2 separate regions of the Mus musculus genome follow, and region 1 is linked to region 2. Evidence: chromatin contacts called from public HiChIP or PLAC-seq data. All regions are on one chromosome and are shown on one strand. Each heading gives the region's core, a stretch centred on a gene start, on an enhancer-like site or on the middle of the called end of the contact. The rest is flanking DNA. Distances are from core to core; before and after follow the strand shown. Region 1 overlaps Tanc1 (tetratricopeptide repeat, ankyrin repeat and coiled-coil containing 1). Region 2 overlaps Pkp4 (plakophilin 4).

What was found. HiChIP or PLAC-seq counts read pairs in DNA pulled down with a chosen protein or histone mark.
Region 1: a FOXA1 HiChIP or PLAC-seq map of pancreatic cancer cells shows a contact between it and region 2. The contact joins two enhancer-like sites. A contact is called at or near these places in 1 of 115 datasets of contacts at active chromatin or transcription factors (pancreatic cancer cells) and 1 of 9 other capture datasets (pancreatic islet).

What each region holds. Positions count from the first base shown.
Region 1 is chr2:59,632,858-59,637,897 of GRCm38.p6, forward strand. The region is part of intron 1 of Tanc1 (tetratricopeptide repeat, ankyrin repeat and coiled-coil containing 1); the gene reads left to right. Among named protein-coding and RNA genes, the nearest start is that of Tanc1, 23 kb to the left of the region's middle. Within about 2 kb of position 2,589, at least 27 of the 459 cell types and tissues checked have an H3K27ac peak or open chromatin away from gene starts, as enhancers often do. A contact at or near this core is called in pancreatic cancer cells, where this site is marked.
Region 2 is chr2:59,247,474-59,252,930 of GRCm38.p6, forward strand. The region is part of intron 2 of Pkp4 (plakophilin 4); the gene reads left to right. Among named protein-coding and RNA genes, the nearest start is that of Pkp4, 89 kb to the left of the region's middle. Within about 2 kb of position 1,523, at least 16 of the 459 cell types and tissues checked have an H3K27ac peak or open chromatin away from gene starts, as enhancers often do. A contact at or near this core is called in pancreatic cancer cells, where this site is marked.

The DNA of each region.
Region 1 (5,040 bases), core at 1,339-3,838, 390 kb after region 2:
AAGATAGTATCTTGACCTTGGGTGGGAACGGGAAGCATGGGTCGATTGAGAAGATGAAATCAGTGATTGATTGATAAGTACACAGAAGGAAGAAGGAAGGATCTGTCTAGAGTACTGGTCAAGATCTCTGTGTAAATAATGGTGAGGGGGACACCAGTGTGAAGGAACAGAATAGACCCCTCTCTGGGAGCATGAGGAGTAGAGGGATCTCGGTAGGGAAGTTGGATCTTGGCCATCGAGGATCTAGGTAGAGTTTGGGAGAAGTTGGATGTTGGCCGTAGGCTTTAGAAGCACATTGGAAAAAAGAAGTCAGCGCTGGAACAGAGAGGATGGTTTGGAATTAAGATGCAGCACCTCGAATGAAGTGTTAGTAGTACTTACATGTAAACCTGTGGTTAAAACAGAAATGTAGCATTCACTAAGATTAATAAGACTACCCAAACGTTAAGAATGTGGGACAGGAGAAAGCCTTGCCTTCCCAGGCCCCATTGTACTGTTCAGCTGTTTTCTTTTACATTTGTATTTTTTAAAGAGTTGGAGGAAATACTGTAAAGAGATGATTAATGTTGCACATTATCAGGTGAGCTGGAAACCAAGAGCATAACTTAAAAATAACCTGCGCTGCAGCCTGTGATGCTATTATGCATAATTCTAGGTTACTTCATGCTCTGACAGTAATACCATTCGTGGGGGGGAGGGGTCAGCTTCCACCTTTTACATACATTATTTCAGTCAGAATTAATCATGCCTCCATCTGTGCTCCCGGCAATTAAAATATTTTAAGAATTATAAATGTTAAATGATGCTCTGTAAAATTTGGGAAAGGGGAGAAAGAATACCATTATGTGTTCAAGGCAGCGGCCATGACTTCCTTCCTTCTCGGCCTCTGTGGGTCTTTAGCATAACAGTTGCAGCCAAGTCTGAGTCTGGTGACTTAGGGGCTGTTGTTGCATGTTTCAGAGGGAGTCACAGATTTCCCAGGTGTTGGCTAGTTGATGGCAGGTGTGTGTGTGTGTGTGTGTGTGTGTGTGTGTGTGTGTTAGTGTCTGAGTCTTCACCCCTCCCATGCTTTCTAGTATAGTCAGGTCGCTGTTGGCCTTGTTGCTCATCTCTCTCTGGATGCTTGGGGCCAGCATGGCCTCTTTGTCTTCAGAATCAGGGCACAGAGAAAGAGCTCAGCAGGTACTCTGGAAAGAATAGCTGCTCATCTTAGGCTTTGCAGTGCATTGTAAAGGTAGAGATGGGAGCTATTTTGGGCGGTTTTCAGCCAAGAGGAGATTCAGGAAAACAGGCGCAAGAAGCATTCTTTTGACCTCTAGCCTGGCAGCCTTTGTATCATCCTTGAAATTGGAACCCTCGGTAGGTTTTACTGTGGAAGGGTGACTCAGCAGGAAGAATGAGTGAACCAGGGTTTTGACTTTTTTTTTTTTTTTTTTTTTTTTTGAGAAGCTGAAGCGCTGTCTTGGGTTCTGGAGATGATGAACAGGGGTCATATCCCAGCAACATGTTTGGCAAGTTGTGTGACCTTGAACAGGTCACATGAATGTGGGCCTTACTACCCTAGAGTAGTGTGACCGGTTACTCGGGTATAATGTATTTTGAGCACCTGTTTCCACATCACTATTGTAAGGTCAGATGCTAAGAACTGTGTTAGTTATTTTTCTGTTGCTGTGATAAAACAGCCAGGACCAGTGCAACTTAAGGAAGGAAGAGTATATTTAGGCTTAGGGTTTCAGAAGGATTTAAGGGTTGGTGATGGCAGAGTGGAGGCATGGTAGCTGGAGAAGAATGCTAAGAGCTTCCATCTGCAAACTGAAAGCTCAAGCCAGAGACAGCCACTGGAAAGGGTTTTGGGGCCTAAAGTTTAGACTCAACCTCCTGTAGATGTTGCTTCTATTTCCTCAGATGATGGGATGAGATGAGCTGGGCTGAGCCCAGAGCACTTATTTCTCTTAACTATCTCTAGGCCTAGTCCTGCAAAGCTTCTAGCCTCCATACAATCCAATCTTTCAAGCTGTACAGATGGTTGTGAGCCTTCATGTAGTTGTTGGGAATTGAAATTTAGGACCTCTGCTCACTCTGGTCAACCCTGCTAGCTCTGTTCGGCCTTACTCGCTCAGTCCCTGCTTGCTCCGGCCCAATTTATTTATTATTATACATAAGTACACTGTAGCTGCCTTCCGACACACCAGAAGAAGGTGTCAGATCTCATTACAGTTGGTTGTGAGGCATCATGTGGTTGCTGGGATTTGAACTCAGGACCTTTAGGAAGAGCAGTCAGTGCTTTTACCTGCTGAGCCAGTTCTCCAGCCCCAGGCCGATTGATTCAATCTGGCTTTTCTCTGTTTCTGACTGAATTGCTCTGCTTGGCCTCATACTAACTTAGGCTATATGTTCTACTCTTCTGGCTCATTCTCATTCTCTGGCTTGTTCTATCTTCACCTGTGTCGAGTTTGCTCTTTTTCTGCAATCTGTCTCTGTAAAACTGTCTTGGTAAAACTGCCACACACACCCCACATACTACACTATCCCCCCTCCTCCCCACTCTTAAGTAGCTTCCCTTTCCTGTGCAGTTCTCCGAAGAGTTGGGTATATCCTATCTCTGAGTCATTCTGTCAACTCTTTCTCTGATTCATCACTTTGTCTGCCCCTCGATTAGATGCCACTTTCAAACATGGCTGCTTTCTTCTACAAAGTAACCTTACTTTCATTGTTAGGGATTAAAGGTGTGCACTAAGGGTGTGTCTATACTCCAGCCAGATCATACTGTAATCCAGGGTGTGTCTGCATCCCAGCTGGATCACATAGACCTAGAAGGTTTTAGGATATAATCCCTTGCCAGAGCAGCCATGTTGCTGGATTAAAATCCTCTGTAACCTTCAGTGATATACTTTCTCCAAAAGGCCACACCTTCTAAACCTCCCCAAACAGCATCATCCCTCTGGGGACCATGTGTTCAAATCACGAACCTATAGGGAGCCAACCTCATTGCAACCACAGCAGCTGGAGAGCAGCTCAGGTGGGACCTGGCGTGTGGATAGTGCTCACTGGATGCTGGTGAGAAGAATCATTGATTGAAAAGAATACTCATGTTAGTGAGGCTGGTGGGGACATGAGAACTATCTTCCAATGTTAGGAGGACAACTGGGGACAGATCTGCAGGCAGCCTGTCAGTGTATTTATGCAAGTCATTGGAACGGAAGTTCTGGTTCTAGAAGCTTATGCCAATGAAATAATTGTGCAAGTGCACACATGTATATCACATAGGTGGTTACCACATTATTTATTATCCAGAAAAAAAAAAAAGGACAGGGAAAGTGTTCATTTCAAAAGGAACATGGGGAGAAACCTGTCACAAAAAGGAGCCCAAGGACAAGCATGTCATACGTACGGTATGTTCTACTATCATAGGAACTGAAATATTTTACCAGGAGTATGATGGCTAATCTTGGGGAGAAGGGCCTTCAGTTGAGGAGCTGTCTTGTATTAGATTGGTCTGTGGGGCATTTTCTTGATTGCTAACTGGTGTAGGAGGGTCCAGCCATCCCTGGGTAGGTGGGCTGGGCTTTGTACGAAGTGTATCTAAGCCTGAGCTCGGAGGCTTGAGAGTAAGTAGCGGTCTTCCATGGTCTCCGCTTCAGTTCCTGCCTCTAGCTCCCTGCCTGAGTCTCTCCATGATGAACTCTGTGGGGAAGTGTAAGGAACGGAAGCCCTTTCCTCCCAAGAGTTGTTTTGGTGAGTGTTTTCTCACAGTGGCAGCAACTGAGCTAGACCGAGTAGGCAGCTCTGTGCAGGGGGCAGTGAATGAAAATGAGGACATGCCCACCCCTAGAGGTATGGTTGCGGAGAAGGTTTTTATTGTAGATATGAAGGAGAGTTCAGCCAGAGGCATCTGGAAGAGTCCAGACTGAACCGGGCTGAGAGAGAGAGAGACAGAGAGAGAGAGAGAGAGAGAGGGAGAGAGAGAGAGACAGAGAGACAGAGAGAGACAGAGACATTTAGAGAGACAGAGGCAGAGAGAGAGAGACAGAGAGAGAGAGACAGAGAGAGACAGAGAGACAGACAGAGATAGAGAGAGAGACAGACAGAGGCAGAGAGAGACAGACAGAGAGAGAGACACAGAGACGACAAGAGATGAAGACAGAAGACCACAGAGTCTAGAGGACTAAGTGAGAGAGAAGAACCAAGAGCAGGGGACCAGAAGCACAAAAAGAACCGTGCGAGCGCAGGGCCCAAATGGCAGGGTTTTTTAGGAACCAGAAGCTGGGAGAAGGGAGGCGAAGCTTGCAGGCTGGAGAGGCTTAGGGTAGCAACAGGGTGAAAAGTGCTGAGAGAAACCACGAGTACTGAGCAGCCTGGCGGCAGCCTGTGCATAACTCTATTAAGTAGGCACTACAGTTAGCCATTTGAACTGAGTTTCTCTGGGAGCAGACATGAGGAAGCTCAGTGGACTGACAGGGGCGAGCGAGCGTCTTCTGTGTACTGCTGAGGTGAAGAGGAGCAGCCCACGCTTGCTCCGCGTAGGTGTCCCTCCTATCCACCATTGTCCTTCCTGTGGTTTAGAAGGCCACCATCACCAGGATCTGGAATTCCTAGTATTTACCTTGATTCCTTCAAGAGGGACAGACACACACATTTACCAACTTTTATGGTAGGGTTGTAATTGTTTTATTGCTGCTGTGGAGGTTTGACTAGGAATGCCATAGACTCACGTGGTTGAATGCTTGACCCATAGGAGGTGTGGCCTTGTTGGAGTAGGTGTGTCACTCTACCCTTGCTGGAGGGAGTGTGTCACTGGGGGTAAAGGCAGGCTTTGAAGTCTAAGATGCTCAAGCTAGGCCTAGTGTGGCAGTCGTTTCGGATGAAGATACAGAACTGTAAGCTGCTTCGCCAGCACTGTGTCTGTACCTGCGCGCTGCCATGCTGCCATGCTGCCATGCTGCCATGCTGCCATGCTGCTTTCTGTGATGATAATGGACCTAACCTTGCAACTGTAAGCCAGCCCCAATTAAATGTTTATAAGGGTTGCTGTGGTTAGGC
Region 2 (5,457 bases), core at 273-2,772:
CCTGCACAAACATCATGACCAAGAAGCAAGCTGGGAAGGAAAGGCTTTATTCAGCTTACAATTCCATACTGCTGTTCATCACCAAAGGAGGTCAGGACTGGAACTCAAGCAGGTCAGGAAGCAGGAGCTGATGCAGAGGCCATGGAGGGATGTTCCTTACTGGCTTGCTTCCCCTGGCTTGCTCAGCTTGCTCTCTTATAGAACCCAAGACTACCAGCCCAGGGATCACCCACCACCCACACTGGGTCCTCTCCTCTTGATCACTAATTGAGAAAATGCCTTACAGCTGGATCTCATGGAGGCATTTCCTCAACTGAAGCTCCTTTCTCTGTGATAATTCCAGCCTGTGTCAAGTTGAAACACAAAACCAGCCAGTACGTGTTTATTTTTATACTGACTAATGTATATTATAGGTATTTTTAGGTAGTTAGTAGTGTGGTTCCTTAATACAACCTTTCCCGACACTTTCACTTATTTTACTTCATTCGGCACAGTCATTAGCCACGGTGTGCATGCTGGGAATCAAACCCTCTAAGAAGAGCAGCCAGTACTCAACCAATGATCCATCTCTCCAGCCTCTGGCAAATACTGTATTTTCACTTATATGAGATACTTCATGTATTTGGTTTTGTGTAAGAGAGAAAAATGACGAAATGGTGGTTCTCTGTTATTAAGGTGTGGGGAAAATAGAATTCTTTTATAATGAAAATGTAATTTCAATTTGAGAACATAAAGTTCAAGAGATGGTTAATAGTGAGGGTTACAACAATTTCATTCTCATAAACAGTTTATGAAATCACATTAATTATAATCAAACTGAGCCAAATAGCATCTCTGTAAAGATTGGCTTTATTAAATTACCTGATGGAGCACCAAGAGAAATTGTACCGAGGAATCTATTAAATCAGTCCATTGATACGGCCTATATTTTTAAATAAGACATTTATTACTATAATAGATTCCATGCCCTTTATGAAACTTGATTCTTAAGATATTCTTTATAGGTCCAAATTTACAAGTAGTAACATTGGGGTCACTTGTGGTATTAAAGTGCAAATAACTCTTACTGTATTTTATTTATAAGTCTGTAAATTCTGTTGTGTATATTCATTGTAAATGGTACTGTGTGGTGTAAAGATATTCCCATACAAGTATATGTTATACACTGAGCATACACACCCTCCCCCTGCCCTCCTCTTAGTTTCTCTCCTCTCCCTATTAGTCCTCTTGGTTCCCCTACACGATTTCATGCCTTAGGTATGATATGATTTAATGTACCTTCATGAAATCTAGAAATCATAAGAGAGAGAGTATGGTATTTGTCTCCTTGAGACTGACTTAATTTGCTTACTATTTTATTTCCAGATGTACGTATTTTCCTGTAAATGACAGGGCTCTGTTCTTTATGGATAAAAGAACCCTATTGTACTTACACACTACATTTTCATCATCCATTCTTCTGTTTCAATATCAAGGTTCATTCCAACACTTCGCTATTGTGAGTCATGCTGCAGTCAGCATTGATCTGCAAATATCTTTGTGATGAGTCAACTTGATGTCCTTTGGGTCAATCAATACCCATGAGAGGTATTGCTGGGTCATGTGGCAGAACTCGTTTTAGTGCAAGTTTGGTTTGTTTAGTTGGTTGGGCTTTGTTTGTTTTGATTTTGGTTTTTTTTGTTTGTTTTTAGGAACTTCCACACTGATGTCCATAATGGCTGGACTAATTCCATTTGTTATGTGTTTTCTTAATGACTAATTCTAAATGGATGGGATAAAATCTTGATATCTACTAAGGTTGAACATATTTTCATATATTTATTGGCCATTTCCATTCCATCTTCCTAGAACCTATGTTGGTTGATATTCTCATTCTATTTTTTTTAATTTTTATATAGTCTAGGTGTTACTCTTTTGCCAGGTTTATAACTGGCAACAATTTTCCCCTATCCTGTAAACTATCTCTTCACTTAATTAACTATATCCTTTTTATGAACAGACACTAAAATCGTTTCTTTCTTGTCAGTTGATCAACTGATAATCAATTGTCAATTTCCTTCTTGTCAAAGGTTCAGTAAATCCTTCTTGTCAATTATTAGCATTATTCTCTGAACAACTGGAGCCCTTAAATTTCTTGGCGTTAGAACTATGATACAGTGTTTAAGACTATATACTCTTCTAGAAGAGGACCCAAGTTCCCACCATCCACATCCGGAATCTCACAACTAAAGCTCAACCTCCAAAGAGGATCGGAAGCTTCTGGCTTTCATGGGTACCTGCACTCAAGGACACGTATCCATATATATAGATGAAAAAATATATATATATATATATAAAATAAAAAATAATACCAACCTTACAAGTCTTTCCTATGACTATAATTATTTTCCCTACTTTTACTCGAGCAACTTCAGTTTCGAGACTTACACTAAGATCTTTGAAGTTGGTGTTTGTTTAGGATGAGAGTTTGCTTTTTTTTTCCCCAAGGCCTTGAGGTCATTGTCATATATTTGAGATTTTCCTGATTTTTTTAATATACACACTTGTTACTATAAACTTCGCTCTTATAACTGACTTCATTGTTTCACACATTTGGATAACATTGTGATTTCTTTTTCATTTGATGGTAATATTTCTTTTTTTTCCATCTTTATTTCCTTTCTGTTCTGTTTATCATGCAGGATTGTGTTGGTCAATCGCTGTGAGTTTGGTTGTTTTCCGTGGTTTCTCCGGCTTGTGACGTCTTGTTTTATTGCCCTGCAGTCAGATAGCATACACTACACGTTTGCCACTTCTAATTTTGGTTTGGACTCTTGTCTTGACAGATGTTAGAACAGTAATGCCGTTTGTTTCTCAGATCCATTTGTTTGGCGTCCTTTTCCAACCCTTTTACTTTAAGACAGCATCTGTCATTGTCAGTGAAATGCATTTCTTAGAGACAACAAATCAATGCATCCTGTTCCCTTATCCAGTCTGCTACCTGCTGTCTTTGATTGGGCTGGGTTTTGTTGTTTGATTTTTCTTTTCTTTTTCATGTTCAGTATTTTCTTATTCTTCATGCCTAAACTATGGTTCTGGTGTGGTTTATTTCCTGTAGCTTCATGGGTGTATTTATCTATCTCTTCTATCCAAAGAATTTCATTGGATATCCTCCCCTGTGAAACTAGTTTAGTGGTCATGAATTTCCTTATCATGGAAAGTCTTTTCTTTCTCTTATAGTTACTAGTTTTGCGGGATGAGTGGTCTTGTGTGGCATTTGTCTTTCGGAGATGGACATACGCCTTGGCAAGCCCTCTTGGCTTTAGAAGTTAAGGGGCTGGAGAGATAGCTCAATGGTAAAGAGCATTGGCTGTTCTTAAGCAGAGATTTGACTTTAATGTTCTGTTTCTTGTAATTTTTTAGTTAGGATGTATATGGAGGTTTAGCTGTCTTTTTATTTAATTGCCCTTATTCTTTCATTGGGCATGTTTGAAGTATTTCGTCAACCAAGGATTTGAATTGGGTTTCCTCTCACAGACATTAAGCAGTTGACAGTAGCTCCAGACATCTGACATCCTCTTCATATCTCTGCCCCCTACATTCAGGTGCACATACACTCTTCACACAAATACACACACACACACAAATTTAAACTAATTGTTGAGAAATACGTAATTTTTCTCATGGGTCTGACTTTATGTATTTTTTGGTATTTCGCTCTTGCAGATTTCAATATACTTTCTTTGTTCTGTTTACTTAGTATTTTGACTACAGTAAAATGGGTAAAAAGTGGAGGAAAGACTGATTCATATTGGCTTGATACAAGGAAAGGTAAGAAAGAAAAAGTAACCAAACAGTGGAAACAAAAGAGACACAAGTCAAGATGAGACAATCTTAGCAGAAGGTGGATGGAAGGAAAACAGAAAGGGAAGGACTGCAGTCAGGTGACCCAGAAGACAGCAACATTCAGGAGGCTAAGATACAGAATCCACAGGCTAAGCTAGGCTGTGCGCCTTGTGAAAACATATCAAAAACCAATAAAGAAAAAGGGAGTTGTAGGAGAAACACAGACCGGGAGCACAAGACTATAAGTCAACAGAATAAAATAAGGAGGTATCAGATAAGAGCTGGATGGAGACACTGAGTCTGAATGTTGTCTCTTATTGCTGGTGTAAGCTCAAATTTCTCCATGTTCCTCCTCAGTCTCACTTATGCCTGCCACACCCCTGAGCTGCACTGTGCAAGGTCAAGTCACAGATGCCAAGCCTATCAGGTGCTCCTTCAGAAATCATGTCATAGATGCTAGGCATACATTCAGGCATACTTGCTAGCAATCCCTCAGGGGCTGGGATTTCAAATGTTGTTCTAGCTCCAATGGCCAGTTGTAAAGTACCAGCCCATCAGAGGGTAGCCCGTCCATCCTGGATTGGCTCATAGATGCTGGTCACACATCTGGGCCGCCTCCAGGTTGTGAATGCTGCCCTTGTCCATGCACAGTCTTTTCTGATGTTGGATGTGTCATTAGACACTTGCAACTGTTTCCCTCCAGGCTTTGTCTCCAATCAGATTTCTACCTCTCTAAATCTTACGGTTTTGGTTCAAAGTTTTGTCCCTTTAGTCTAGACGCATTCAGCATAAAGACTCCATGGTACCCTGAGATTTCTAGATCATTGAAAATCTGGCACTGCCAAATTACCCACCAGAAGGTTTTCTGTTAAAATGTTCTACTTCAATGCCAACGGGATTTGTTTGTTTGTTTGTTTTTATTAATTAATCTCTCTTTAAAGTGTCTGCTACTGTTTACTGGCATTTTTTTGAGGCTCTCCATCTTAAATGTGGTTCCAGTCATTCCCTCTAACTAGGACAAGAGAATTCCCCTACCTTGCCAGTTCCTCTAAGATGGACTCTTGTTTTTTCTTGTCCTGCTTTTAAATTTATCTCTTTTCCTTTGCTATTAGAGTTTTTCAGGTGTCGACTCCCAGTTTCTGTTGCTGTTACCAGCTTCCCCTGGTGTATTTCCTGGAGATTCTAACAGATTATGTCTGTCATCCACTCTCTTACACACCATCTTTTGATTTTGTTGTTTATATAGATATTTTTAAAATGCACAAAGTAAAGAAAAATAACACAAAAAACTATAAAGTCACCATACAAATATCCAGTTTATTTTTTCAAATATTAAAAAAATTTCCCCAAACCAATCTTTTTAATATGTATATGAGGAAAATGTTTTCTTCACATTCAAGCATGTGTAAAACTATTAAAATGTTCCTAGGTTTTTAATTTAATCTTGGAGCCTAATTCCATATCATGTGTGAGCTTACTTCAGTCCTTACTATTGCGTGTTTTATCAATCCCTGTTGATGTCTGTTAGGTTAGCTCCAGTTCTGTGTGAGTGTTTGCTTTGGGTTCTCTTTGAAGTGAATAAGCACCTCAGCACCTAGACTGATGGCAGCAGTGAGGGTATACTGTAGGGGT